4 separate regions of the Sus scrofa genome follow, and all the other regions are linked to region 3. Evidence: chromatin contacts called from public HiChIP or PLAC-seq and promoter capture Hi-C data. All regions are on one chromosome and are shown on one strand. The core of a region is the stretch at or near the end of the contact, and the rest is flanking DNA. Distances in the headings are between cores, read along the strand shown. Region 1 holds the start of ACTR10 (actin-related protein 10). Region 2 holds the start of TMEM260 (transmembrane protein 260). Region 3 holds the start of NAA30 (N-alpha-acetyltransferase 30). Region 4 holds the start of ARID4A (AT-rich interaction domain 4A).

Region 1 (6,642 bases), core at 85-2,584, 780 kb before region 3:
GGCTCTTTTGATGCCTTATTCAACAAATAGTTATGTAACTACATACTATATATTAGGCACTATTTAGAGATATATAAAAAATTTTCTCAGATGATTCCACTTCAGATATATCTAAGATGGAATTCTGGCTGTCACTTGCCTGTATCTTGAACCTAGTACAAGGGCTTTCAACCTGGTGTCCAAGAACCACTGTGAAGGTCCATCAATCTCTGAAGTTTCATGCAAATCATTTAAGATTTTTGTATTTGTGGTTTTGCCTAGTCAAAGGGATCTATGCCACCCTTACAGTTGAGACCATTACTCCACTGTTTACAAGTTGTCTCTTAAAACATGTTAAATTTACTAATCTAAGAGTTGAGCGGTAGAGAGAGCCATAAAGGCTCTCCAGAGTCTTATCTATACAGTTTCACTTCATTATATCTTGAGCCACTCTAATTTGACTTCCTATTCTTCAGAAGCAACAGCCCTGTCTTAAACATATTTGAATTTCCAGCATGAACAAAAGCTCGGAACAGCCCTGTCTTAAACATATTTGAATTTCCAGCATGAACAAAAGCTCGGCTCAATACGTGTTTAATAATGGAGATCGTCATCAGGCATTACAGTTCGGCTGCCACCTTCCTAGGCATATAAGCCCAGGGTAAGCCGGGTCTAGGTCATCGCTGTCATCCCCTGCATAAATGACCCCAAAGGGTCTGTTCAGTTTGGGGTGACGACCTAGGGCGGCGAAGGCAATTCTCCCGAAGCCTCCAGGGCCTCTAGGAGTCAGAACCTGACCATCCCACAGGATCCTAGGGATTCGCACCGCCCACAGTGAGAGTAAAAAGGGGCGTCATTTGCGGAGGTCCTGGGGGAAGAAGTGTCGACCTAGCAAGCCGCCTCTCGAGTACCCGGGCTGGGCCTGGGGTTCGGCTACCCGCCCTCCCCTCAGGACGACCGCAGCCGGCGCCACAGCCACTCACTTGGTAAAAGCCTCTCCCAGGTCTATCACGACCGCCGTTTTCTCCCCGCCGCTCCCCAGGCCCTCGTAGAGCGGCATGGTTGTAAACAAGCTGGTGCAAAGAGGACGCGGACTCGGCGGCCGCCGGGCCTCGGCTCTTGGGGGGCGGGGCGGAGCGACGGTGCACGGGCGGTGGCGGCGACGGCGGGGGCCTCGCGTGGCCGCGGCGCGCCGGGCTGGGATGCCCCAGGCTGTGCCTCACTCCGCGTCGGTCCTCAACACTCTCAGGCGCCCCCGTTTTCGGACTAGGGAGGAAGGCGAGCGGGCGGCCGCTAATCCGGAGGTGGGGGATGCAGAGGACCAAGGCGATCAGGCGCGTCGGGCGCCCCGGGATGGGGCGGAGCCAACTCCGGGTCCTTCCCTCCGGACACGCCCTCAAGTAGCGCCGGGATCGAGGTCTTTCCCATCGTTCTTGTGGACCTTTTCTAGACCTTTTAGTGCCGCAGCAGCTGAGAGACGATACAACCCAAAAGCTTCGTTTCGTGCAGTCTTGGAGTAAAGGCCAAGTGTTCTGCCTATCATTTATTCTTCGCAAGGAATGCCAAGAATAGGTGTTACTTTTTTACCTGTTCGAACCGTAGGAATGTTCCCATAGCAAAGCCAAGGTTGGACCCCTAGTCTTTCTGATTTCAAAAACTATACTGCTGATGCCTTAAGGAATAACACACACAGAATTTTATTTGGTAGTCATTTTGCTGAAAATTAATTTTAATGTGAAAGAAAGCAGTTCAAGTAGCATCTACAAATCTGTGGAGGAACAATCAAGGTGGTTTAATGGAAGGAACAATGAACCAAGGGTTCTTTTTTTTACACTAAACCTAGTAGCTGTGTAACCCGAGAAAAGTTAGTAAACTGTCTTTCTGTGCCAGTCTGAACAACAAAATAAGAGTTCCCTGATAGGATTGTTTACATCCTGTCATTTCACAGCTCTATTTTTTTTTTTTTCTTTCTCTCTCTCTTTGTCGATCTCTCTTTCTCTTTCTTTCTTTCTTTTTAGGGCTGCACCCGCAGCAATGAAGTTCCCAGGCTAGGGGTCTAATTGGATTTGTAATTACCTGCCTTCACCACAACTCACCTGCAGCCGGATCCTTAACCCACTGAGCAAGGCCAGGGATCTAGCCTGCCTCCTCATGGATACTAGTCACATGGAGGTTCTCAGGCTAGGGGTCAATTGGAGCTGTAGCTGCTGACCTGTGTAGCTCCAGATCCAAGCCATGTCTGCTGAGCTACTACAGAAATTCCACAGCTCTATTTTTTTCTTTCTTTTCTTCCTCTTTCTCTTTCGTCTTTTTAGGGCCAAACCCTCAGCACATGGAAGTTCCCGTGCTATGGCTGAAATTGGAGCTGCAGCTGCCACTCTACACCAACCACAGCAATTCCGGATCCCAGCCACTAATTCAACCTACGTGGGAGCTCACAGCAATGCCAGATCCTTAACCCACTGAGTGAGGCCAGGGATCAAACCTAGTCCTCATGAATACTAGTCAGGTTCTTACTGCTGATCCACAAAGGGGAACACAGAGACTATAATGCTTTGACTCATCCTTTTTCTTTTCTTTCTTTCTTTCTTTCTTTCTTTTTCTTTCTTTTTCTTTCTTTTTGTTGTTGTTGTTGTTGTTGCTATTTTAGGGCCACACTGGCAGCATATGGAGGTTCTCAGGCTAGGGGTCAATTGGAGCTGTAGCTGCTGACCTATGTAGCTCCAGATCCAAGCCATGTCTGCAACCTACACCACAATTCACGGCAACACTGGATCCTTAACCCACTGAGTGAGGCCAGGGATCAAACCTGCATCCTCATGGATCATAGTCAAATTTTTTTCCGCTGAGCCACAGCGGGAACTCCTGTATCATCCATTTTCTTATCTATAAACTGTCCTGCTCCTTCTCAGAGTGTTTGTGAGGATCGGTTGACAGGTTACTTTGAAACTATAAAGTATTATTATTATCCATCCTGTTTTCCCTGACTACTTACCAGCTGTATTCGTTTCCTAGGGATGCCGTAAGAAAGTACCACAAACGGAGTGCCTTACAGAAATAGAAATGTATCCACTCATAGTTGTGGAGGCTAGGAGTTTTGAGATTAAGGTGTCAGCAAGGTGGTGCTCTCTCTGAAGTCTCTAGAAGAATATACCTCTTGCCTCTTTCTAGCTTCTGGTAGTTGCTGGCAGGGCTTGGTTTTCCTTGACTTATAGGTGCATCAGGTCTTTTTCTCTGTCATCACTTGGTCTTCTTCAGACGTCTTCCTTATGTTTTCACAACCTTTTCCTTCTGTGTATATCTCTGTGTCCATATTTCCCTTTTATAAGAATATCAGTCATTGAATTAGGGCCCTAATCCTAAACCAGTATCAACTAATTTTTTTTCTTTCTTGGCCACCCGCATTGCATGCGGAAGTTCCTGCACCAGGGATCGAACCTGAGCCACAGCTGTAACCAGAACCACAGTAGTGACAACATGGATCCTTAACCTGCTGAGTCACCAGCGAACTCCAGTACAATCACATTTTTAGCTTGATTATATCTCCCAAACTCTTAATTTCAAATAAGATCACATTTTAAGGTTCCCAGAGGACAAGAATTTGGGAGGAATGCTGTGCAGCCCAGCACACCAGCTAAATGTTTTTTTCCATAGCTCTGCTCTCAGCCTTCTTTTCTTCTTACTATATACCCTCTTCTTTAACAATCACTTTCACTCCCTTACATATAGCTAAAGCTAATATTTGTTGAGTTCTCTTTGTTAGCTCTGTTTGCTATATGTAATCCTATTCATTCCTCACAATAATTTTATGGGCTAAGTATTATCTCCATCTTACCAATGACGATACTGAAGCTGAAAGAGATTAAATCATATGGTCACAGCTTCTCATCTGCTAAGTGGTGGAGAAAGAATTTGAACCCAGACAGTCTTACTCCAGAGCCAGAACTACACTGCATATTCATAATTATAAGATAGTTATATATTAATTGAAATAATTATATTTTATTGTAGAATTTTACAATATTGGGATATGAAATGATCTAAGAATTTTTCAAGTCTGAATTCCAACCTAATGCACTACTTTCCATTTCCGATGACATTTATTTCCCCAAATGGTACCAATGATTAACAGAGGACTAATGACTAGTTGGGATCTACAAGATACTGAAAATTCATTTGCTAATACACTTAGAGGTTAAAAGAGAAGGAAAATGCTGGAGTTCCTGCTGTGGCACAATGGGTTAAGGATTTGGCATCACTGAAGCTGTGCCATGTGTCACAGCTGCGGCTTGGATTTGATCCCTGGCCTGGGAACTTCCATATGATGCCGGTATGGCCAAAAAAGGAAAAAAAAATGCTGTAAGGATAAAAATCACTTTTGAAAAACCCAACTGCCAGCACCATGGTATATCAACCTGAGTTTAAGTCCTAAGTCTGTTAGCACACTGACCTCAGGCAACTCCATTAAGCTTTCTAGGCTTCACTTTCCTACTGTGCTTTTTTTGTTTGTGTGCTCCATTAGTTGCTGACTCTCCTTTAGGTGGAATGATAACCTCTTCGGCCATCAGTCAGCCTGAGCAGATTTGTATTGTAACTGGTATCAAGGTTTATCCTGGTTCCTTAGGAAACCTGAATCTTTTTTTTTTCTCTCCAGTTTATTGAGAAATAATTGACATATATCAGTGTATAAATTTAACATACAGAGCATGATGGTTTGACTTATATATATTGTGAAATAACTACCACAATAGATTTAGTTAACATCCATCACTTCATATAAATATAATAAAATGAAAAAAAGAATTCTTCTTATGGTGAGAACTCTTAGGATTTACTCTTTCAACAACTTTCCTATGTGTCTTACAGCAGTGCTGACTATGGACATCATGTAATAGATTATATTCCTAGTACTTATTTATCTAGTAACTGAGAGTTTATACTTTTTAACCACCTTCCTTCAATCCCCCACCACCACCCTGCCTTTTTCTATGAGTTTGGTGTGTTTCATTGTTCTTGGTTTTTATTTTTTTGTTTTTTGTTTTTTTTAGATTCCGCATATGAATGAGATCATATACTATTTGTCTTTATCTCTTTTATTTCACTTAGTGTAATGCCTTCGGTTGTAAAATGAGGGAGATGTATAAGCACCAATAATCTAAGTTGAAATGGAATCTTCATCCCTTTGGCCAACACCTCTTATCTTCTCCCACTTCCTACCATTTTTTTCCCCCTAAGCTAGTCATTCTTGTTCCCTTCTGTCTTTCATATTCATGGTTTTTAGGACACTTAGGAGCCCTTTGCCTGCTTCTGGAATTTTTTCTATTTTGGAAATGTTCCCTATAAATTACGTAATATCCAAGATATGTCTGAAGACCTCCTGTTATTATAGGGCTCAACTCTCTTGCTCCAGCTGCTGTGCTTTCCTAACATGTAGCAGTGGGTTTCTTTATTTTCAGTCATGTCATACTATTAATTTAGTTCTCTCTCACCTTGCAAATGAAAACCTAATATGGACCTAAATTTGGAGCTTTGTACCTCTTTCTGCTAAATTTAGCAGGTTTTGTTCCATCTTTCCAGCCATTCAATGTTATTTTTTTATGGCCACACCTGCAGAATATGCAAGTTCCTGGGCCAGGGATTGAATGTGAGCTGCAGCTGTGACCTAGGCTATTGAATTCTTAACCCACTGCACCACAGTGGGAACTCCTCCATATCATTTTTTAAAAATACAGGTCTTTTTTTTAAAAGCACATATTTGCTTTATTAATCGCCATTGAAAACATACTGATTTGGTTTATTTATTTAACAAATAATGTGAATGAAAGTTCAGAAAGAATAATATCCATTACATGGTTAGATAGTAGCATGGCTAGAATAAGTTTTGCTTTGTTTTCCAACTTAACATTTTTAAAAATGGTCATCTGAAGGGATACATACCACACTTAGGTTTCACCACAAATGTGACCTACAACATCAGTAATCAGAGACCACACCCAGCAGTCACAACATTCTCTACTTCCAGCTCATTCACAGGATCACTCCCCATGGACAAGCTCTCCTAACACATGGGAATCCAATGTTCCATTGTCCAACTTTTCATCCATCAGCCCCTAACACTCTTCATTCTTACTGCCTAACTTAATCCCCATTTACCCTTTTAAACCTATGTTTACTAAGGCAAATAATTCTTAAGTCAGTCTAACCTTTTTCTGTGTCTCCTGATCAAAACACCAATCGCAAAATTCTTCCTATTTGGTGGCTGCTTCAGGTGAAGCATATGTTTAGAATATTGATTTTCATCTAAATACAGACTCACAAATTCCAGTAACTTTCTAATCTATCTGGAACTTCTACTGTACCTTGGCAACAATTCTTCTATGCTCCATGAACATGTTCAACCTTTCTGAATCTTTTCCATCTCACACATACTCTTGTTTTCACTTTCCAAGTAGGTAATTAATTCCTACCACAATGACAGGTTGTTGTGCTGCACTCCACAGACCTGCATGTCCTGTACTTGCCCAGCCTTGACCCAAGAGAGAGCCTGGAGTTCCGTGACTGAGACATCAGTGGTTTAATGGATAAGAGGACCTTATGTATCTGAAGCAAGGTCCTGCTGTCACACCTCCCTGTGTACAGCAGACAGCAGGGGGCAGGACATGG
Region 2 (7,006 bases), core at 2,846-5,345, 710 kb after region 3:
CTGTCAGGACATCAGCACCTCTCCCTCATCGGGCCACACAGGGAATCTACTTCAAGCCCTGTACAGAGAGGTTGACAAAGACATATCACGGTGTCATTCTTGCTACTCAGACACCCCACATCTCAGATTGCATGACTGCTCGCTTCACGAAGCCCCACAGGGGCACCAAAGACAGATACTGCTCACTTACATCATTTACTTACGGACATCTTTGAAGTTTTCTGGAGATATTCAAGAGCATCTTATAAGCTAAGGCACTTTTTGTATCTTATATAAATTATGGTTTTAAAATGTTTAAAATAACGGTTCTCTTTGTAGCTACTGTTACCAAAACTGTATAGCTCTGCCCTAGAATGGGTTTGCTCTTAGGTCTCTAGTGCTAAGTGGTTTTAATCAGTTTTTTGTTCTTATATTTCTGTAGGTGCAATGAAACACAGTTAAGTTTAAATTTTCAAGGTCACTATTCATTCTCCTTCATTTAAAATGTATTTAGAATTGTATTTAACCTTAAGAAAAACAGCCTATTTTCTGAAACTTCTTTTTACCATTGAAAAGTCAATATGCTGTTATTCTTTGTTGGAGTTCTCTTGGTAGAAAGACGAATCTGGAATGTGATAAACTTCCAGCACCAACTCTTGTTAAATGTTCAACTAAAATCTAAACAGAAAAGATGCTACTATTCAAAGTCTATGAATGCATCCCTGATAGAAAGCTAAAGGGAAACCCTACTTTTAAAACTGAGCATGATAAAAAAGAGAAATAGTTAAAAAAAAAAAAATTGGGAGAGCCTCCTAGGTCCTTGCTTTCCCCAATTCTTTACACTATGGTTTTTGCAAATTTAAGTCCTACCTGCATTAGGATTCCTGAGATGCCTTTTAAAAATAAAGATTCCTTGACCATAACCCAAACCTACCTACTCTAGACCCTCTGACATTGTGGCCCAAGTCCCCCAGGCAATATCAAGTACACTCAAGTTTGAGAACTACAGGGCTTTTTTTGTCTGGGACACAAATGTGTGGCAAGCTGAGGTGTTAGCAAATGCTTCACCTTTACAAAACCCAGCTCCCTCTATGTTATACTTTTTACATTAATTATACAGTTAAATTGTCATGTATCAAGTGTTAATGACAGTATCTTAAGTATAGATAAACATACATATAAGCTATAGTTCCCAAGCATAACAAAGAGAAGTGAAGGCTAAATTCCCACCCTTTATTCTAAAGGACCAGTAGTGCTCCTGCCCATAAATCAACTATGTACATCAAGTGGTGAAAAAGTAATTTTGGCAAGGCCACACAATGTGGATTCATGGAGTATAACTGAAGACTTATCAGCAAGAAGAATACATGCTTTATGTTGGTTTTGATTGTCTTCTGTTTATTGGTTAAAAAAAATTTATTTCAGAAACACAAAATTCAAAGAGAACAGTACATTCAACATATAAACAAAATTATCAAAGATGTGATTATACAAATTTTACTGATAACTCTTAGAAAACACTTCATTCCCCAAAACGAACATAAAAATATTAGAAGCAACCACTATTCAGAATCAAACTAAACTTAGAACACCCAAAAAGTATGATAACTCTAAGTGAATTATTAACTTTATTCTTTGGGGAAAAAATAAGACTATTAATAAAAACAAGGTAACATCACACATTTCTTTCTTTTTCTTTTTTCTTTTGTCTTTTTTTGCCTTTTCTAGGGCCGCTCCCGCGGCACATGGAGGTTTCCAGGCTAGGGGTCGAATTGGAACTGTAGCCACTGGCCTATGCCAGAGCCACAGCTACTCGGGATCCAAGCCGCGTCTGCCACCTACACCGTAGCTCATGGCAATGCTGGATCCTTAACCCACTTAGCAAGGCCAGGAACCGAACCCGCAACCTAGTGGTTCCTAGTCAGATTCATTAACCTCTGCACCATCATAAATCAACTATGTACATCAAGTGGTGAAAAAGTAATTTTGGCAAGGCGGGAACTCCAACATCATACATTTCAAATAGACTATCACTAAATATGTGAGGGCAGATTTAAGAAAAAAAAATTAGAGTCTAAATTGGTTAAAAGAGCATGTTCTAAAGTCAATATACTTGGGTTCTTTCCTTAACTGTTCCTACTTTGCAGCTGTGTGATTGTGGACACAGTTTAACATTAGTTTAGTCATCTATAACATAATGAAATTGATAGCTACCTCACAGGGTAGCAGCTGGGAGGATTAAAATGATAATTCACGTGAAGCACTTGGAACAGTGCCTGGCACAGAGTAAGTGCTCAGTAAGTGTTATTTTTACTATTCATCCCAATCCTGACCTTCAGGCTCAAACAACCATGACAAATAACTGTCAACATTTTTTTTTTGACATGTACAGAACTACCCATTCTGAGTAGTGCTCTCCGATGCCAAAACTCTCACAATGATAAAGTTATTTCTATTATTTAATATAAACCTTGGAAACATCATAACTTCATTCCCCACTATACTAATGAAACATTGCTCCTATCTGGTCTATAGGACCTGAAAGAAAGAATAAAGTTAATGACCCATAAAAGGAACATCAAGGATTCTCAATGTGGTAGGCAGCCTTAAAGACTGCCTCTGACGGCTGCCCAATTCCTAGGCTTCTCACTGTGTAATCCTCTCCCTCCCTAGGCTGGGCTGGACATACTGACTCGCTTTCAGGAATAAAACCAGGCAGTGGTATGTCACTACCAAGATTAGGTTACAAAACATCAGAGTTGTCAGACAGAGCTGCCTTCTTTCTCTTGACAGAGGTCAGCTTACAGAGAAACCTATGTGGCAAAGAACTGGATGGAGCTTAGAAGCTAATCCCCACCAAATAGAACCTTGAGAGGTCAGCAACCTCCCCTCCTGAGTTAGGGAACCCACTCAAACTGCACCCACATTCCTGATCCACAGAAAATGTGAGCTAACAAACTTTTGCTGTTTTAAGCCACTAAATTTTGGAGTATCTTGTAATTCAGCAACTAATGCACTCAGTTTTTCTCGGATTACTACCCAAAGTTACGGCACCATTATGACAAAACTACTCATCATTATTAGGCATTATTGGATGGCCACTGAATTTGGCAGCAAAACAAAACCCACGTCTTGTCTCTCATCCCAAATACATAACTATTTTTCACATGATTTAAATGGCCGATGACTCAAGCTTTTCTGTTTAATAGGAGCAGCTTGCATTAAGCCGAAACTGGCTTCCATTCCTTTAAGCATTCTCCAGCAAATATTCTGCAAGTTTGGTCCCCTTTCAACATCAGGTTTCAACTAAAATACCACCTCCTCAGAGGCCTTTCCCGACTAGCCATTTTGGTGAAGCCATTACCTAGCCCACTGTCAACCACATTTCCTTCTGTCTCCATTAACTTCTCACTACTCACTATGTAGTGGTTTATTCAGCAGTTTGTATATTGCCACTCTCCATGACACTGTTCACCACTCCTGTTATTCCTTTTATCTGTTACACGATAAGGACCCAACAAGTAATATTTGCGGGCTAAAAAGAAATGGAAAACAAAAACTCAGGTCCAGGAAAAATGATCTAGAGAAACGGAGAGGTTGGTAAAGTACCCATCAGGCAAAACCAACAATACCCGGCTTGAAAGCCTGAGAACTAGAGACCAGGATTACAAGAAAGTTACAGGAATGGAAACAGAAGTTGGTTCTGGGACTTAAAGCCCTGCAGGGGCCCGGGCAAGTGGATGAAGGGGTGCGGACCTAGTGAGGACAGTGCGGACCAGCGACGAGCAGGAGGGACGACCCAGAGAGTACTTTACCCGAGTCGCCCCCCGGCACCGAAGGGGGCAGCGTGAGGGTGAACACCGCGGCCACAGCGGCGAACACGGCGACGCCGCCACGGAGGCCCCTGGAGCGCCGTGGCCCCACTCGGGCTGCCGGCCCCTCGGCCAGGCCCCCGCCGTCTCCATGGAGACCCATGCGTCAGAGGAACCGAGAAAGGAGGACGCGTGGTACCCCAGGACTAGGAGCTTCACTGTGCCCCTAGGCGAGAGCCCAGCGCGTTGCGCGGCGGCTGCGGCGGCTTCCGGGTCGGTCCGGGTGGGCGGGACGCACCTTTCTGCGCCGGCGCGGGGGGCAAAAACCGCCCAGCCTCGCGGGACTAGGCCTGGGCAGCCTTCTGGCGGCGCACGGCGCATCGGGGTTTACAGAAGTATAACTTGCTTCCCAGTAGCGCATCACAGGAGACACCCTTCCTTTAGGAAACCAAGCCTCGCCCAGGGTCGTCGTCTCTATGGCCTCCTCCCTTCCCGGTGACTTGGTCGGAGCTGACAGAGACGGGAGGGGGGTTGCAAAGCGGGCGTGCGAAAGGGCCGCGACTGCCCCCAGCGGTGTGGGGTGGAACTACACTAAGGGCCCCAGACTGTGAGCCTGAGGATCCGTGTGCGCAGTGTAAGCCTCATATGTTTACTACGAGTAATTATAAACCTGTATGCTAATTGTTCAATCGCTGAGTTATTTTCAAAGGTTAAAATAAGCTAGGTTGGTTTTTATTTTTTGGGTTTTTTTAGTAGCATGAGGAGAACTAGGGAGATGTGAAACTTGAGTTTCTGTAGTGATACAAATAATTCATGTCATGGTAAAAAGAACTCCTTTACTGAAGAGGTGTATTTGGTGGAGCTTTGACCACACACTGGGAATGAAACCAAGACACTGCATTTTCCAGTTAGCTGCAACACAAAAAAGGAATGGGGAGTTCCCATCATGGCGCAGTGGTTAATGAATCCGACTAGGAACCATGAGGTTTCAGGTTCGATCCCTGGTCTTGCTCAGTGGGTTAAGGATCCGGCTTTGCTGTGGCTGTGGCATAGACCAGCAGCTGTGACTCCGCTTAGACCCCTAGTTTGGGAACCTCCACATGCCGCCGGAGCGGCCATAAAATAGTAAAAAAAAAAAAAAAAAAAAAAAAAGGAATGGGAACTCTTGAGACCACCTCATAGCACATTCTTGGTAAGATCTTTAGTAAGATCTTTAAGCTCAGATTGTACATTATTATATGGATTATTCTGGAGGGGGAGGGGAGGAGAGCAGCCTCCCTGGAATGCATCTCAAAATACAGTGAAGATCATTGACAATCTAGGACATGTTACAAGCAATCTGACAGGAACACAGAATCGCAAATGTAGAGTAACTAATACACATCTGCATAGATTGGCAGACGTTATGCCAGCATCTTAGGTATTTACATAATGCTTCCTCGGCTATATCGTGGGTCCCTGGGGGGCAGGTAGGCAGCTTCTAAAATGGCTCCCAATAATCCCCTACTCCTGGTACTGACTCCCTTATGTGATCCTCTCCCCGTATGGGGGGTGGGGTCGGGGGGGAGTGGGCTGAATCTAGTGACTCACTTCTATCCATAGAATAAGGTGAAAGTAACAGTTGTCCCTTTGGAGATTAGGTTATAAACCACAGGCTTCCATCTTGCTAACTCTCCCCCTGATGGGCACCACCTCTCTTGTCCTCTGCTTGTTCACTCTGATGAAGCTACCCATCATGGTGTGGGATGCTTGGTGGAAACGCCCACTCCATAAAGAGTAGCAAGGAACCGAACATCACCTCCAGCCGACAGCCAGCCAACAACTAGCAAGGAACTGAATCCCGCTAATACCTCATGAGGGAGGCAGGGTGTAGATGCTCTGTTAGTGACCCTTGAGGTGATAACAGACTCCCACCAAGACCTTGATTATAGCCTAAGAGAGACCCTGAGGTAGAGGACCCAGCTAAGTCTCACCCAGATTGCAGTCCAACAGAAACTGTGAGATAGTAAGTGTTGCTGTTTCAGTCCACTAAATTTGGGGTAATTTGTTACTCAGCAATAGATTTCTAAGACAGCCTGCCTCCTATTTCTTTTCTGAAAGAGTATGCCAGTGATTAATACTGGCTGAGCCAAGCATGTGCTTAACTTTCCCTTTTTACATTTCATCTTTTGCTCATGAGCTTTGTAAAAGATAAAATGTTTATCATGGCAAATTACTTTCAAAAGAGCAAAATTATCTGTCCATAGTCAAGAGGCAGAGATCAGCACTAGAAGTTTGTTTGAATTTGGGAGTTGTCACAGATGAGGTGAATGAAGAAGTTCACGGAGGCATAACGTAGTGAGAAGAAGGTTGAGGTCATGTGTTAGCCCACATCTTCCTTTAGGGAATGGCAGAAAAGCAGACAACAGTTCAAGAGAAGGATGTGTCACAGGGCGCTAAGGAAGAAATGATGTCAGTTAAGTATGTGTGGTCAGATTGTCAAAGAGAGAGAAGGACGGTGAGGAGGCCCACATCCTGGTTTATGGGGTTGAGTTTATACCATTTGGAGAATTCTTTAAGCAAAAGAATACAAAACTGCAGATAGAGAATTAGATACAGGTATCGGAAGGAGCCTGTGCTGGAGACAAGCTGTGGAAAAAGAAATTTTTTTAATTGAAGTATAGTTGATTTACAACATTGTGTTAGTTTCAAGTGTACAGCAAAGTGGTTCAGTTATACATAGCTATTCTTTTCCAGATTCTTTCCCACCATAGGTTATCACAAGATACTGAATCTAGTTCCCTGTGTCTACAGCTGGTCTTGTTGTTTATCTATTTTATACATGGTGAGTATCTGTTAATCCCAGACTCCCAATTTACCCCTCCCCACCTCCCCTTTGGTACCCATATGATTCAGGCTGTGAAATTTAAGCTTTGTTGACTTCATGGCTAATCTCCTTTGAGGATGAAGAATGGCCAGTTCCGTGTGTGTGTGTGTGTGTGTGTGTGTGTGTGTGTGTATCTGGCAACCTCTGAGGAAGCTGGCTGACTCTTCCATCCTTCCTCAAGTGCCCTCTCCTCCAGGATTCGGTGACAGCCCTCAGCCCTTTGGCTTTCCTTTTAGCCCTGGCCTCTGCTCTGGCTTGCTTCTGTCAGTTCTCCACAGATTCGAGTGCACCAGGCCGTAGACTGTTCTCTCTCTTTCTACCTTCTTTCCCAAGATGATCTTATCAAAAT
Region 3 (7,577 bases), core at 2,468-4,967:
AAGTAGTGGCAATTTTCTATGGTTCAATCTCACACATTCCATGTGATCCACTGCAGGTTACTCATGAAACCAGGAACATTCTGGAGATTTCTAATCTCTTGAGATTGATGAGTTGTAAGGACAACTGTCCCTTGATGAAGCATAACTTGGTGACACAATGATCTTAGCTGAATGAGTCAAGGGTATGCCATTTTTCAAGATCGGAGTTGTTTCCCTAATGTGAAGCCAGGAGACCTGGGTTCTAGCTTTACATCTCTGGACAATAAATATCTAGAGATTTAAACATTTTAAGTTACCCTGGTCCTTAATTTAAATAAAAAGAAGTTGAATTAGATTATTGCTAGGATCCCTTAGTCCTAAAATGTGATTTGAAATAAACACATATTTATTTTAAATTAGTTCTCATAAGAAACTCATATTTTTAAAATGCCAATATAAAGACCCCAGTTTTAAAAGGCCTGATTGTTCAACTATAGTTTTATATTCAATATCTCTAGATTCATATAAATTTTATAAGTTAACCACTTATAAATATCACAATTTCTAGATAATCAGAATTTAATGTTAAACTGGCTCTTATTGGATAAAGTTAAAATCAGCTGGTGAATTAAAAGGAACCTATGTAAAATAAAAACTATAGTATATTAATATTTGGTTTTATCAGAGTCTAAAATGGCAGACAAATTGAGAGAGGTCTAGGTAACAGCAGAACTCAAAAGTTGACTATCATATATACAAAACTATTTTCTATAATTAACAGAAATACATACACTATTTCGATTTAAAGTGTGACTAAATTGTATGCTTTTGTGGGTAACATAAGTCAGTCTACAATGTTTAGATTTACAATGGCATTTGATATGATTTATAATAGTGATATAAAGAAGTCATGTTCCCACATTCACAAACACAGATCATGTCTTAGGTTTTCTATTTTGATGAAATGGTTAGAATCCTGTAAGAGCAGTTTTGTAGAATATAAAATAGTTCCCAGTTTAAACAAACATACTAAATTGAAATTTAGCAAAGTGAACACAGAAACTAGCAGAACCATCATAATCTAAAATACTGAAGTTATATTTTCAGATTACCACCAACCTGAAGAATCAAAAAGACAGATTTCTAAAGTACTGTTAAAGCATCTTGCAGGGCATTAATAAATGCAGGTAAGTCAATTTTAAAACAATAAATAATGGTAGTGGCTTTTCCCTTCACACATAATAAAATACTCCTTAAAACCATGTGGCCTCTCCTTGATAAAATTCAATGGAAATGACACGCTTGTAAGTACAACATACAAAGCACATACCTGCTGTCAATATTTAAGTGAAAGGTTTCATACAGACTGAAATGGGTCAATATTACTGGGAAGTTATTGGTACTATCAGTACTACAAAAGTTAAAAAAAAAAAAATTATTCAGCTTGTTTGGTAGCCAAGTCTTTTCTACCATATATAAGTAAAAAATTTCTGTCAGTTATATTTCACACAAGCTAGTACTATTACTAGTATTTAGGCATATCTCTGATTTGCTTCTTAAAAAAAATTAGATTAGAAACAATTTCACATGTTTCCTACACTCCCCAAATGGGTATTCCGTTCAAGTTTCAAGAGTCTTTCAGCCATCAGAAGTGTTAGTAGCACCTTCTGAAGTTGTGCACCAGAAAGGGGCTGTCTACAACTAAATTAACTGTCCTGTTAAAGTAAAAGGAAACAATCTCCATAATTATGGAATATGTTTGTAAGATTTAATTCTCCAATGTGGCCACAGAAAGTTTACTGACAATCAAATTCACCAAAACATGTTTATGCATACATACACTCTTCCCTGATTATGGCTGTAATTGAGAGATTAATAAGGCCTGTATCCGAAAAGAACCGTGTTCAAATTAAATGATTGCAAAGTGCTTTGAGTATGAGGGAGGATAATTAAAGACAGTCAAACATGATTATAAGCTAATGCAAACAGGATACAAAGACCCCCAACATACATCATACAGGCTGGTTGCATTTACATCAATATCAAGTTAACCCGGATCCTGAAGTCTTACCTTCAAAACAGTTTCATTAAATAACTAGCAGTGTGTACACGCACTTTACATCATGTAAGGTACTAGGAAAGGCAGTTCACATCCACTGCCACTCCAGCCCTCACACTCCCTGCCCTGTACGGCCTGGATCTCTCTGCTGGGTTCACCCTTTTTTCATTCCATCCACTTACCAAGAAGCACAGCTGTGGCCAGTTGTGAATAAAATATCTATAGGTATAAATGGAGTAGGGTTCAGACAGATCTTTGGTGATCAGTCTCATGATATCGGGCATTTGTAGCTCGGATTCATATCGGACATAACGTATCGTCCGATCCTCCCCAGGCTCAACCTCCCTGCCTGAGGGGCTTCTTATACTGCAGCCGGCGGTCAGGGATGAAGACAGCAGCCGCACCTGCTCGTCCTCCTCCTCCTCCTGCTCGGTGCCCTCCGCCAGTCCATTGCGGGCCGCCGCGGGATCGCTCGCCGCCGCCGCTGCCTCTGCCGGGCTGGGGAGCGCAGTTCTCGCATTATTGGGGAGGCAATGAGGGGGGCCCTCGCCCGAGTGTACCCCGGCTCCTTTTGTTGCAGTCACTCTGGGACCCCCGTCGGGGGTGGCCGTGATCGTGGCCGCCTCGGCCGCACTCAAAACCTTGGTCTTGAGAGAGGTGGCCGCCCGTAGGTGCCGCAGTTCGGGGTTGATCAATCCGTTGAGCTGCAGCTGCTCCTGCGGCGGCTGAGGGCAGCGGAGGCACGGACGCCCCTTGGTCGCAGCCGTCGCCTCGCTGCCCGCCGGGCTCCTGCCGCCGCCTTCGTGCTCCTCGTCGTCCTCCTCGTCCTCGCTGCAGCAGGCGAGGGCGGCCCCCGCCGGGAAGGGACAGCGGGGCTCGGCCGCCGCCGAGGCCGGAGGTGCTGGTGGTGGGAGGAGGCTGCTAGGCCCAGGCGGTACCTCCGCCATCCTAGAGGCGACACAGACAGAGAGAGAAGGCCATGAGACCCAGCCGACTAGCGCGGAGCAGAGGGGGCGAGGGGCGGGGGCGCCGGGGGTTGGGGGGAAACAAAGGCAGAAACCGTCCCTCACAGGGCTGGCCCCCCAATTTCGCGCGCCCCCCCCAGCTCTTCAGCGCCGCCCAGTAGCTCAGCCGGCCACCGTCCTGGTCCGCCCGCGCCCATCCGCCGGGCCTGTCACCGCGGCCTCTCCCCGTCCCCTCCGCGCAGCTCACCCCGCACAGGTCCCCGCCGCCACTGCCGCCACTCCTCTTCCTCCTCAGCCGCCGCCGCCTCCCTCGCCGCCGCGGCCGCCTCCTCCGCCACCAAGGCTCACACTCTACCGCCGTCGCCGTAAAGCGCCTCGGCTGTTACCCCGGGTAAAGTTTCCTGGGCCTGGCTTTACGACACTTCCCTGCCTGCCGGCTGCCAGGGCCGAGGGAAAGGGGCGTGGAAGGAGATGACCTGTGGAGGGGCGGGGACGGTGGTGTCTCCTGCGGGCCTCCGGGGAGACCGCGTGCTAATGGGTGGGGCTGTGGGGTGGGGAAGTTAGAGAAGGCTGTGGAGTAGCTAGCTCTGAACGCACAGTCCTCGGCTTTGGGGCTCCTCAGCCCGTGGACCTTGCAGCCCCGGGCCGAAGAGGGCTGGACGGGACACGCGTTCCAAGGAGCTGCGGCGTAGACCGCCAGCTCGGGGCCTGCTCCCCCGGGCTTGGGCAAATCTAGAAATGCTTTTCCGCAGCTGTATGACGTTTTAACCTTTGCCCTGACTGGGGTCAGGGGGCAGGTTACCCGAGTCCCTTAAAAATGGAGCAAATCAGGAGAGAAAAATCCTTGAAAAGGAGAAGTTAAAATATTTGCACTGTGAAAACATGGGAATAGCTGTTGAAACCTGGTGGTATGCTGTGTGAATTAAGTTTAGGCTTTACCACTTCGAGGCAGAAGAAGCTGCCTCTCTCCTTATCCCCTTCACCCCGCCGAGGAAAACTGGCGGTAAATGGAATTAACAGGTGCTGGGCAGCTGCAAGCATACCTGGGGCAGAGTTACAGATGGTGAAAGAGAGTGATAATAGCTAAGAGGCACATTCCTAAACGTGACCCGAATTGTGATAAGGTGAAAAGCACCGGTCAAGAGGTGTCCTGAACCTCCTCCTTGCCCTCTGCCAAGTGGTCGGCCGGAGCGAGTGGATGCAAAGGGAAGAGAACTGCTGCACGCGCTGAGCGCCAGGCTCCACTCTTTCCGCTCTAATCCCCAGCGGACGGTTTTCAGCCCATCTGTTTGAAGAGGAATGCAGGTAGTGTAACTCACCAGCTCACGGAGCAAATTAAGTTTTTTAAACTGTAGAGCTAGGCAGGTGTGCAGCAGGTAGATGTTTTCAGGGATACAATTCTCTTGAGTATTCGCAACTTTTGCCATAATCCAAACTAAAAAATAAGATAGATTGTAGCATTGCTGTTAGGTACAACTGTTAGGGTCCTTGTCACTGAAGATGTTAAGGAAAAACTATAATCCTCTATCTGGAAGGTCAAACTATAGTGATAAAAATGGTAATAATAAAATGTGTTACTATGTGCCAGACACTGTCCTAAATATCTTACATGTACTCATGTATAGGTTTTTATAAAAACTCATTTGTAGGTTTTTGTAGAAATACATGTGTGCATAGATAGACATGTAGAAGCTTATTTATTTCAGCCTTGTGTGTAGTAGGAATAAATAATTCCAAAGCACCTAAGGATCTATCAATACAGGGATGATTTTATGATACACAAATACTATAAAATATTATTAATTACGCTATTGTTTAAGAGATTGAAATAAATATACATTGGTACTTTTCACCTTAGTATGGCTGCAAATAACCCCCACAACATGTGGTATAAAACAACCATGCTCACAGATTCTGTGGGTCAAGAATTCACACAGGGTACAACAGGGATGACTTTCTCTGCTCCATTATGCACAGAGCCTCAACTGTGGGGATTGGAATCATCTGAAAACTTTTCACTCTTCCTTGGTAGTTGATACTGGCTGGAGGCTGCAGGCTGGAGACCTCAATTTGATTTCATGTAGACCTCTCCATGTGGTCTCTTAGAATGGGCTGATTTGGGCCTTCTCAGACGGTGATGGCTGGGTTCCAAGGGCAAGTATCCTGGGAGAGAGAGCGCTCCAAGTGAAAGCATATTCCCTTTTATGACCTGGCCTTAGAAGTTACGTAGTATCATTTCTGCTGTATTCTATTTGTTCAGGCCATTACAGAATCTCACACACATTCCAGAGGAGGGGAAATTGAGCCTATTTCTTGATGGGGAGAGGCAGAGTCCTTAAAGATCACGTGGGACCAGAGGTATTGCTGTGGCGTTTTTGGAAAATACAAGTTGCCACAGCTGTTTACTTGGAAAGATCTGTAAATGCCTCAGGGATATAAAATAAATGAGGTGCATAATAAGTACACTGTGATCCCATTTATGGTTTTTTTAAAAAGTACAGAACAAAACCATATTTCCAGATGTACATACATTATTTAAGATACATATTTTTCAAAGAACATAGTTTCTAAGTATAACCTGGGTGTTTAGCCAAAGAAACAATGATCCATTCAAGTCATGTAGAAAAAAATGGCCAAAAGGTCCCAAGACATGCTTAATTGTAATTTTGGTTGAGAACAATATCTCTCAGTCATTAACTGTGGAATATAACCCTCTCCTTAAAAGATGTGACTCCATTGTAGTGAATGAATGGAAGCAAGTCTTCAGATTCTTTCTACACTGTAACTTGGCATTGAGCATTCTCACACTGAGGGACTAAATTGAGGTTGTTTCAGGGTTATTTTCAGAAAGGTGAGATTTTTTTAAAGACCTCCCTGAGATCGGGAACTGAGTCTTACTCATTTTGTATTCACTTATCTGACACATAAAACTGGACTTGGTATGTTTTTGGACTGAATTATGCTATTCCCTCATTCAGCAGTCTAGGATTATAATTACAAGGTAAATTCTGACCTCATGCTAATTAATAAGCCACTAAGATTTCTGATATCTAAGCACCAGTGACTTGGCTTCATATCTCAGTGTTAAAATACCATGATGACCTTCTAAGTCAGATAACTTCTCTAGGAATTCTTTCCTTATACTTATGCAATTTTTTCTTCTTTACTCATGTTCATGAGTAATATGCTGATATGATGGTGGCATTATTTTGGGCAAAGAAGTAAGATTTGTTTAATGTTTTAGCCGTATTCGCAACTCTGAAAAGACTGCTATCTCCATGAGCAATGACATCATAGGAAGGAGTGGGCTCAGAGCAGGGGAAGTGTAACCAGTGACACTCTTTTATCAGGATAGTTGGTATTTTTATTGCTTTGTATTATCCTCTATTGCAGTAGTCATTTTTCTAAACTATTGTCTTTGTTCTCTTCTGAACAATGAAAGGGCATGCCTTAATTTTTTAGAAGGAAAAACTCTTCGTTAAGTCAATTAAAATAACCAATAGCAATTTCAATATAACATCCTAAAGAAACTTCCTGAAATTAACTTAGAAGGAGAAAAGTTCCTTCTTAATTCTTTTTAATAGCTAGAGATTTTTCTTATTTATTTTTTTGTCTTTTTAGGGCTGCACCCATGGCATATGAATGTTCCCAGGCTAGGGGTCGAATCAGAGCTATAGCTGCTGGCCTATGCCACAGCCACAGCAACTCCAGATCCCAGCCTCATCTGCAACTTACATCACAGCTCATGGCACGCCAGATCCTTAACCCACTAAGCAAGGCCAGGGATCAAACCTGCGTCCTCATGGTTACTAGCCAGATTCGTTTCCACTGAGCCACAACAGGAACTCCAACTAGACATTTTTCTTTTATTGCCTAGATGTATAGGGGAGGCCTAGCTGTACTGACCTGAAAGATAACTGTGGGAATGAAGATATGGATAACAGAGACATGGTTTAAGTTCCATTAATTCAGCAGGATGATATCCTATGTACCATAGGCACACATACTGAATAATTCATCATATTTGTAGTTTTATTTTATAAGCCATGTGGTTCTTAATCCTATCTACTATACCTAAAGCTGTGAATATGAGTGTCCTTAGCTTTGTTTTATTCTAGATGAAAGAAAAGGCATACATCAAATTTGAGGACTATAGAATTTAATCAAAGGATTCATATTAGTATATTATTTTGCCACCTGTAATCCTGGAACACTTTGAGATTCCCAGGTAAAATGCTTTATTAACAGTTTGACTCTTCCCTTTAAATTTGTGGGAGTGAAGGAGTGAGTAGTAACAGTCTGTTTTTTGACCCTCTTTCCCTTTGAGAACAGTGGTTTACAGTCCTACTTCTAGGCACAGATTTTGTTTGTAGAACCGAGGCCTCAGCAAAGCATAGGGACCCAGAAAGTGCTATGGTTAAATGGGCTCCATTTCCATTACTTTCAACCTCATACTAACTTTGATAACCTGCCTGCAGACATGGACAAGCTGACTCTCATATCTCCATCTGAATTGGTGAGAAGTGCTGAGGAGAATCATATATTCCTACCTACGTATTAAAGCCCTTGAAAAT
Region 4 (7,496 bases), core at 1,770-4,269, 860 kb before region 3:
CAACGCGGGATCTGAGCTGCGTCTGCAACCTACACCACAGCTCATGGCAATGCCGGATCCTTAACCCACTGAGCAAGGTCAGGGATCGAACCCAGAACCTCATGGTTCCTAGTCGGATTCATTAACTACTGAGCCATGATGAGAACTCCAAAAAAAAATCCAAAAAATTTTAAATTAAAAATCCAAAAAAATTTAAAAATCCAGAAAAGGTATATTCATAGTAAGTGTCTCATAAAACTTTAAGTTATTCAGTCAATGGACTCCTGAAAATTTTGTTTTCAAATGAAAAGAAATACTGCTATTCCAATTAACACTAACAATACATCATGATTAAGTGTTATTATAGCTACATAAAGGCAACATCTTTTTGGATACACAATAAATGTATGGCTAGGAAACGAAGACAACCCTTTTGATAAGCAGAGCATAATTTAGAAAAATCACTGGCTAAAAGCTACATTTTAAAGGGTTAAGATATGAACTGATGCCTCAAGACTTGTAGCTGTACCTACAAGATTCATCACACTAATCTTGGTATTTAAAAAAAAAAAAAAAGCTTCACAAAGAAATGTCTATTTTTAGCAAATGGTCATGATCAGAATGATACACTGAAAGGTGTGAGAAATTTCACTCCACCATTCATTTTAATCTTGACAGTAACAAAATGATTGCTATCTCAATCTGTCATTTTTTTTAAAAGTTACATGTACTCAAGCTCAATTCAACACTTCTAAGTACAAACGTGAAAGTCTATAGAGAAATATTTTTAAGTAGAAAATGATTTTTCATTTTCCAGTAAGTTTTCTCAACTAACATTAAAGAAGATACATGTGTCAAAGAGATACATCTCCTTCAAGGAGAAAAGAACACAAGAAAAAGTTTGGGAAAATACTGTTTCAGAGCTTAATACACTGAAAGTTAATGAGTAAGGAATAAAGTATCTTTTAAAGTTAGTGCATTTACAACTAGGGCAAATTAAAGAGAAATACTTTTGGCAAATAAGTAGATGACCGAAACATTCAAGGCCACAGAATTGCAGGATGCTATAACTTCTTTACCTTTAAACATCACATATGATGTTTGCAATATTATTTCCAATATTAATTGTCTTCTGAAGACTTTTATTTTAGTTTGAATATGTTTAAATACTATAAAGACTGAACTAAAATTAAGTATTAGTAATTATAATAATTATAATATATAATAATACTTAGTATTAGTTCATTTTCAAATATTTTAGCCACGGAATTTCACCTTATCCCCAGAAGAAATGCTATCTCCCTGACACAATCCACATGTTCCATCCTTAGAAAATCGCATTGGCACTGGAGAAGAAAAAAACAAATTTCAAAAAATCCCCCAAACAACCAAAGCAGGACAGAAGCTTTACTTCTGCAAAGGTTGCTGCCAACACAGGAAGTGTTTAAAAATACTAGCCCAATGGACAACAATGGAAAGGCTGCACCAGCCTTTCCAAAGTGCTAACTGCTTCGGAGAGGGGACGAACTGACCGCATTTAGACACAATGATCATTTCTCACCCAATTCAACATGTCTTCATTTTCAGAAAGCGCAGCTTAGTAATCAATTTTGAGTAGAAAAAAATAAAGAAAAGAAAAATGACATTCCACAGCTCTAGCCTCACGACAGGCAGTGTCCAGGGCACGAGGTTCCGAGCAGCGTCGACTCCACTTACCTTCATTTTTACTGGTGATCTGTGGGGTTCCAGCTCAACGAGCTATCTTCTCTACCGCTGGAACCAAGGGGAGGGGAAAGACGAGCACAGAATCAGTCAACAGAGGGGAGCGACTCGGGGAAAGAAAGTAAACAAACGCCTGCGGGGAGGGGCAGAACCCTCACCAGGGAGGGCGAAAGAGCCCCTCCGAGGGCAGCCAGGACGCAGGAGCCGGAGGGGCGGCGAGAACCCCACGGGCGCCAAAGGGCAGCGGTTCCGCCTCAGAGTTCGCCAGCGGCCCACCGCGCCCCCGCCTCGCTCGCCACTTTGACCCGGAATGCTCAACTCAGAGCCCCAGGACGGCACGCTCCGGAGAAGGGCAGGGCGCCGTTGGGGCTTCCCCAGGTCCCCTGCAGGCGCGGTCGCCGAGCCTCCTCCCGGCCGCCCCCGGATACCCCGACTTCGGCCCGCGCCCCGCCTCCGCAGCTCGGCCCCCTCGGCCCGCCCCGGGCCCGCGGTGGCGGCAGCGGAGTGTCACGGCGCCATTGCTCTCCTTCCTCCGCTCTGCACCATGTCAGGAAGGAGAAGCGCTTCTTCACCCCAAGGGGCAGGGGCCGCGGCCTTCAGCTTGGAGGCGCGCGAGGAAGGGAAGACCCGCGAGGGGGAGGGGGCTGGGGGGGCGGAGAGGAGGAGGGGAGGTGGCCCGGACAGGGTGTGGGAGGGGAGGGGAGCCGAACGGCAGCAGCCGCCGCCTCCTCCCCGCGCCCGCCTCAACTTTTTGTACAGCCCAGAGCGGTACCAGCCCCCAGCCCCTCGGGTCCTGCCACGGACTCCAGGGGGGAGGACGCGCCGCGGAGTTAGAGGCCGGCTCCCCCAAGCAGCCAGCTTCTCGCCGCGCGGAAGCAAACTTAGCGGCGCGGCCAGCCCCACAGCCATTTTCCCGGGGAACCCGGGGAAGCGGCCGGGGAGGCAGCTGCAGCGGCTGTTCCTGCAGTTGCTGCCGCTGCTCCACGAACTGCCCCTTCTCCTGCGCTTGTCGCCCCGCTTGCCAAGCATCCCCCTCCCCACCTCCAAAGCTTCCAACTGTACCGGGACCCCGGGCAGCAGCACCAGCTGCTAGTACCGCTTCGTCCATTCAGTATCGCCCGCTTCCCTTCTCCCCACCTACCAACTGAGGGTGAAGTGGGCGCTGTCAGCTCCCGAGTCCTCCGCCCCACTGACCCCCGTGGGCCCCCGTCCGGGCAGCACCACTCTCGGCCGCCGCGGCAGTTCCTGCGCCCGGTTCCCTACTCGCCCGATTTACTGCCACAATCCACCAAATAACAAGCTGTTGAGCAGTCTCGCTTCTACACGAACTCCTATTGGCTGCTCATGACGCCGAAGAGTTTCGGATTGGAGCTCGCTACCTGCCGTCCTCATTGGATGTAGCTCTGAAACTTCCCGGATTGGTGCGAAAAATAGCAGGTAGGACATCTTCCACTTATGATTGGCTGTCTCCGAAGACTAACGTTACTGGAGAATCAGGTATTGAGTTAGTAAATCCTGAGAAATGATTGGTAAAGAGGACTCCGGATGTGCTTGACTGAGCACTGATTGGTCAATTGGGGGGGTCAGGAAGAGCAGTTCGGCACGAGGATTGGCGGTGGGGTGTCCCATGGAAACCGAACCCGGCGCTGCGCCCAGGACTTGCACGGGGGCGGGGCAGGTCTTTCCAAGACGCCTGCGCCGAACCAGCTTGTCGGCGCCATTTTGTCTGGGCAGCGGTGGCTGCAGCTCTATCGCTTTTTATGTTTCTGGCCAGACGAGAGCGGATTCTTTAGTCTGTAGATTCGTTTTTCTGCGGCACCCATCCACCGTTCTCTCCAGGACAAAACCTAGTGAACGTTGGAAGAGTCGCGATCTGCCGGAAAGGTCAGTTCGAAGCTGTGGTTGTCCGGTGGGCTGGGGGATGGCGCAGCATTGGAGGCACCGGCACCGGAAGTGAGGGGGCCGCGCGGCAGCCATGGCCGGGTATGTTCTCCCTGCGGCGGGGAGGGGAGCCGGGAGGCGGGTTGAGAGGGGGCGAGGCTTCCTCTCCCGCTGCCAAAGAGAAAGAGGCGGAGGAGACGAGCTGGTCTTTTTTTCCTGGCCGATCCTTTGGGCTCCTCTTCTCTGGGAGCAGTACTTCCCTTCTTTGGAAGTGGGTTTCGGCAGCTTGTCATACTCTGTGATCGAGTGTCACCAGTTATAGGCTCCTTTTTCAGGAAGACGGGGAAGGTAAGGTTCTTAGACCCTCCCTACCTGGGGAGAGGTGTTTCCGCGTGCTCCTCCCGCGATGAGGCAATAAGGAAACTGGGTTTGGGGCGCTGAGGAATTCTCTTGGCAGCAGCCCTGCTACTTTAGACGTGCAGCTGTGCCACCCTTCTGGAGCCTTATACTACTTTGGGGGAGGAAATACAGGGACTGAAAACTCCTGACCTAACCCTTATCATCACTCCTTAGAGGAAAGGTCCTCCCCGGTAGGACTTTGTTCAAGGCAGCCGTTGAGCTTGTTGTGATCTTGTGTTGTTTTCAATAGAACAAAATTACATTTGAAATTGTGGAAATAAAGTATTAATTAGCAAGTTGAGTTAAAGAATGAAATAATTAAATATGTAAAAATCAATGGTAGTCCACATTGACTACATTTACTCGTTAGGAGAATATCTTAATTGAGTCAATTTTTCATTCACAATAGTGCCTTTTCTTAGAATTACTAGAAAAGTAATTTCTTAGTTAAAATAAATGCATGTTAGTTTTTCTATCGAATGACCTTGTCACACTGATCTAAATAACTGCATAAAATTATCTTCATAATATTCTTGATTTGAACCCTCTTATTCATGGGGCTCCAGACTAGAAAATGATTGAATGATTTAATAATTTATTGAGATTTTTTTTTTGGCAGTTGGTCAGAAGAAAACAGGACAGTTCAGTGACAAATACCCGAAAGTATTACTGAGGTGAGCCTGCCTGAAAAAGTTTTTCTGTGGACCAGTAAGTAGAACCATAAATAGCAAAATGAAAAAATGGTAGTTGAAAAGTGTTTGTTTGGTCAAAGGTTCAAATAAGTCTGTATAACTAGCTTCCTGATGTGATACTTTAGAATGAAGTCCCCAGATTAGGACATACTTATGAGTCTGTTTACTCAATTATGCCTTTCCCATTTCTGGATTTTTTAAGTGCTTCATATTTTTATCAAGAAACAGTGTGAACATTTTCATGATTTTTTTCCTCCATATTTAAAATTTTGGCATATAGAAAAGATATTTCAGTAAGAGTTGAGAAGTGATTTTTTTTTTTTTTTTGGTAAAGAAATTATAAAACATATAAAACTGCTCAACTTCCCCTGGGGGTAATCACCTATAATTCCACTACCTAACTTAAGACTGTTATTATCTGATCCAAATAACACATGTTACTGGGCATTTGGAAATTCCCAAAAAGCCAAAAGAAGAAAAAAAAAATTTCTTGTATTGCTGCCACCAAAAGGTGTATACTGTATGTTTATCTTTTTTTTTTTTTTTTTTTGTCTTTTTGCTATTTCTTTGGGCCGCTCCCGTGGCATATGGAGGTTCCCAGGCTAGGGGTCAAATTGGAACTGTAGCCCCCATCCTACGCCAGAGCCACAGCAACGCTGGATCCGAGCGGCGTCTGCATCCTACACCACAGCTCGCGGCAATGCCGGATCGTTAACCCACTGAGCAAGGGCAGGGACCGAACCCGCAACCTCATGGTTCCTAGTCGGATTCGTTAACCACGAACTCTCCGTTCCATATGCTGTGGGTGCAGCCATGAATTAAAAAAAAAAAAAAAGATCATGTCTTAGGAATAAATGAAAGAGAATTAATTTTAATAGAATTGTGCTTTGTAATGTGTTTGAGCCCAAACTAGTAGAATAGTGATTGTACAATATTAAAATTTTTAGTGAATGTTTTTATGAAGAAAGCTGTTTTGAAAGAAGAATGTTTTATTTATTCGGTAAAGGGTTCAAATGAGGCAGTTAGCTTCCTGACATGATATTTTAGACAAATCTCAAAATTAGAACATCTCTGAGTTTTTTTTACCCATTTGTGGTTCCTAGTTCTAGATTTTTAATCACCCAGCATCACTGTAAACACTTTCATGGTTTTGTTTTTTTAAACTCAAGGTAAAATACTTGTCATCTAGAGATTTCATCAGGAAAAATGTTCAGAGGTGAAGCAAAACAGGAGTTCTTGTTGTGGTGCAGTGGAAACACACCTGACTACTATCCATGAGGATGCGGGTTCAGTCCCTGGCCTTGCTTAGTGGGTTAAGGATCTGGTGTTGCCATGAGCTATGGTGTAGGTCACAGACAAGGTTCAGATCCACCATTGCTGTTGCTGTGGTGTAGGCCAGCAGCTGCAACTTGGATTCGACCCCTAGCCTGGGAACTTCTATATGCTGCAAATGCAGCCCTAAAAAGAAAAAAAAAGAAGTGAAGCAAAACAGTCTGTTCTGAGTGTGTGGGTTATGTAAAAAACTCAAAAGTAAGAAAAGTCTTTGTCTTCTAGAGTAAGCCTTATTTCGAGGAAACATGAAGGAAAGTGTTCCAGATTTTAAAAGACCTGGATCAGCTATCTGTTGAAAATTCTATTTCTGGTATGCAGTTTTACTTAACTATTCATTAGTAATCAAGATTGGCCATGTTACTATTATATGTTTGCTTTTGAAAAATGATAGGATTTGTTCCACTGTGAAGTTATTTCTGTAAATGTCTGTATGTTGAAAAGTGGAACATTGTTTTGTTGAATGTAGCTGCTTTCCTAATGATTTTGTTAAATTTTTTTGGAAAGTTAAATGATTTGCTTATTAGCACCCTTTGCTATTTCTACATTGTCTTGTGCCCTAGATATCAGTGCGTATTTTATGACCATTCATAGACACTGAGTTTCTTTCATATATGATGCAAACAAGAGCATATGTTAGAATTTGGATTCAAGTCATCTAGGTTACTTTGTAGCATTCCTTCCTGGCAAGGACCTGTGCTCCAGGAGCTTACTATCAGTAAAGGGAAGACCGTAATTAAATATGTGGAAGTTAATATAGTTACTTCGAAAGGTTTGGTCAGTTTAGATTAATTGAACTTTTTAAAGTTAAATCATGGCTCCCTACAAAAATTGATTTGTCAAAAGATCAGTACACAGTTAGCTCTAATTGTTTTTAAAAACACAAATTGTGTTGTAGTACCAACAAAAAGCCATCATTTGTTGAGCCATCATTGAAGGCTTTTCAAGGTTAGTGGTATGTAGTATGTAAAATTAGAAGAAGGGAAGTCATTCTAAGTGAATGGAGATTGTGAGCAAGGATGCAGTTACGTAAGAAAAGCTATGTTTGGGACAGTGAGTAAACCAATTTGGAGAGGATGACTGATTAAAAATTACATTGGGAAAACTGTGAAGCCAGTTGGTCAAGGTTTCTAGAATTAGCTGCATATCAGAATTGTATGGGGTGCTAGTCCTTTATAGATTTAGGAACATCTAAAAGGCCTTAAAAGCTGGGATGTGGCAGAAAACAAAGATTGTATTTTGTTTTGTATTATTTTCAAACTTTACAGATCAAAGTGGACTTCACCATTCACTTCTAATCCCACCCTATCATTAGATTTTTTAAATGGCCTTCTTCCTGTCTGTATATATATTCTGTCTTTAGACTTAGGGAAGTTTTTATTTTCTTTGTTCCGTAACATAGTAATAGGCATTCATTGTCCTGCATGGTCTTCACAATGATGTTAATGTCTGAAAACATTCCATCAAAGTGTTTTATCTTTAACCTCATATTTC

Evidence for each region. Promoter capture Hi-C pulls out the DNA fragments that hold promoters and counts their contacts. HiChIP or PLAC-seq counts read pairs in DNA pulled down with a chosen protein or histone mark.
Region 1: a promoter capture Hi-C map of liver shows a contact between it and region 3, with 5 times the contacts expected there. The contact joins the promoter of ACTR10 here to the promoter of NAA30 in region 3. A contact is called at or near these places in 2 of 5 promoter capture datasets (fetal liver and liver), 1 of 47 Hi-C or Micro-C datasets (subcutaneous adipose tissue) and 1 of 2 datasets of contacts at active chromatin or transcription factors (alveolar macrophages).
Region 2: a contact with region 3 is called in an H3K27ac HiChIP or PLAC-seq map of alveolar macrophages. The contact joins the promoter of TMEM260 here to the promoter of NAA30 in region 3. A contact is called at or near these places in 2 of 5 promoter capture datasets (fetal liver and liver), 1 of 47 Hi-C or Micro-C datasets (liver) and 2 of 2 datasets of contacts at active chromatin or transcription factors (alveolar macrophages and skeletal muscle).
Region 4: a promoter capture Hi-C map of liver shows a contact between it and region 3, with 3 times the contacts expected there. The contact joins the promoter of ARID4A here to the promoter of NAA30 in region 3. A contact is called at or near these places in 1 of 5 promoter capture datasets (liver), 1 of 47 Hi-C or Micro-C datasets (heart right ventricle) and 1 of 2 datasets of contacts at active chromatin or transcription factors (alveolar macrophages).

Annotation. Positions count from the first base shown.
Region 1 is chr1:187,302,175-187,308,816 of Sscrofa11.1, reverse strand. ACTR10 (actin-related protein 10) reads right to left here and starts at 1,334. Exons shown (of 13, transcript XM_003353492.4): 1 at 963-1,334. The coding sequence starts at 1,039.
Region 2 is chr1:185,818,586-185,825,591 of Sscrofa11.1, reverse strand. It overlaps TMEM260 (transmembrane protein 260), which reads right to left and starts at 4,095. Exons shown (of 14, transcript XM_013993447.2): 1 at 3,795-4,095. The coding sequence starts at 3,954. LOC110262235 (a long non-coding RNA gene) reads left to right here and starts at 4,090. Exons shown (of 3, transcript XR_002347053.1): 1 at 4,090-4,425.
Region 3 is chr1:186,525,929-186,533,505 of Sscrofa11.1, reverse strand. It overlaps NAA30 (N-alpha-acetyltransferase 30), which reads right to left and starts at 3,717. Exons shown (of 5, transcript XM_021102575.1): 1 at 3,251-3,717; 2 at 2,221-2,986. The coding sequence starts at 2,985. It overlaps LOC110262249 (a long non-coding RNA gene), which reads left to right and starts at 3,477. Exons shown (of 4, transcript XR_002347083.1): 1 at 3,477-4,308.
Region 4 is chr1:187,380,877-187,388,372 of Sscrofa11.1, reverse strand. It overlaps ARID4A (AT-rich interaction domain 4A), which reads right to left and starts at 3,019. Exons shown (of 24, transcript NM_001244179.1): 1 at 2,839-3,019; 2 at 1,696-1,752. The coding sequence starts at 1,701. LOC102165044 (a long non-coding RNA gene) reads left to right here and starts at 3,357. Exons shown (of 4, transcript XR_301235.3): 1 at 3,357-3,585; 2 at 4,601-4,655; 3 at 6,228-6,315.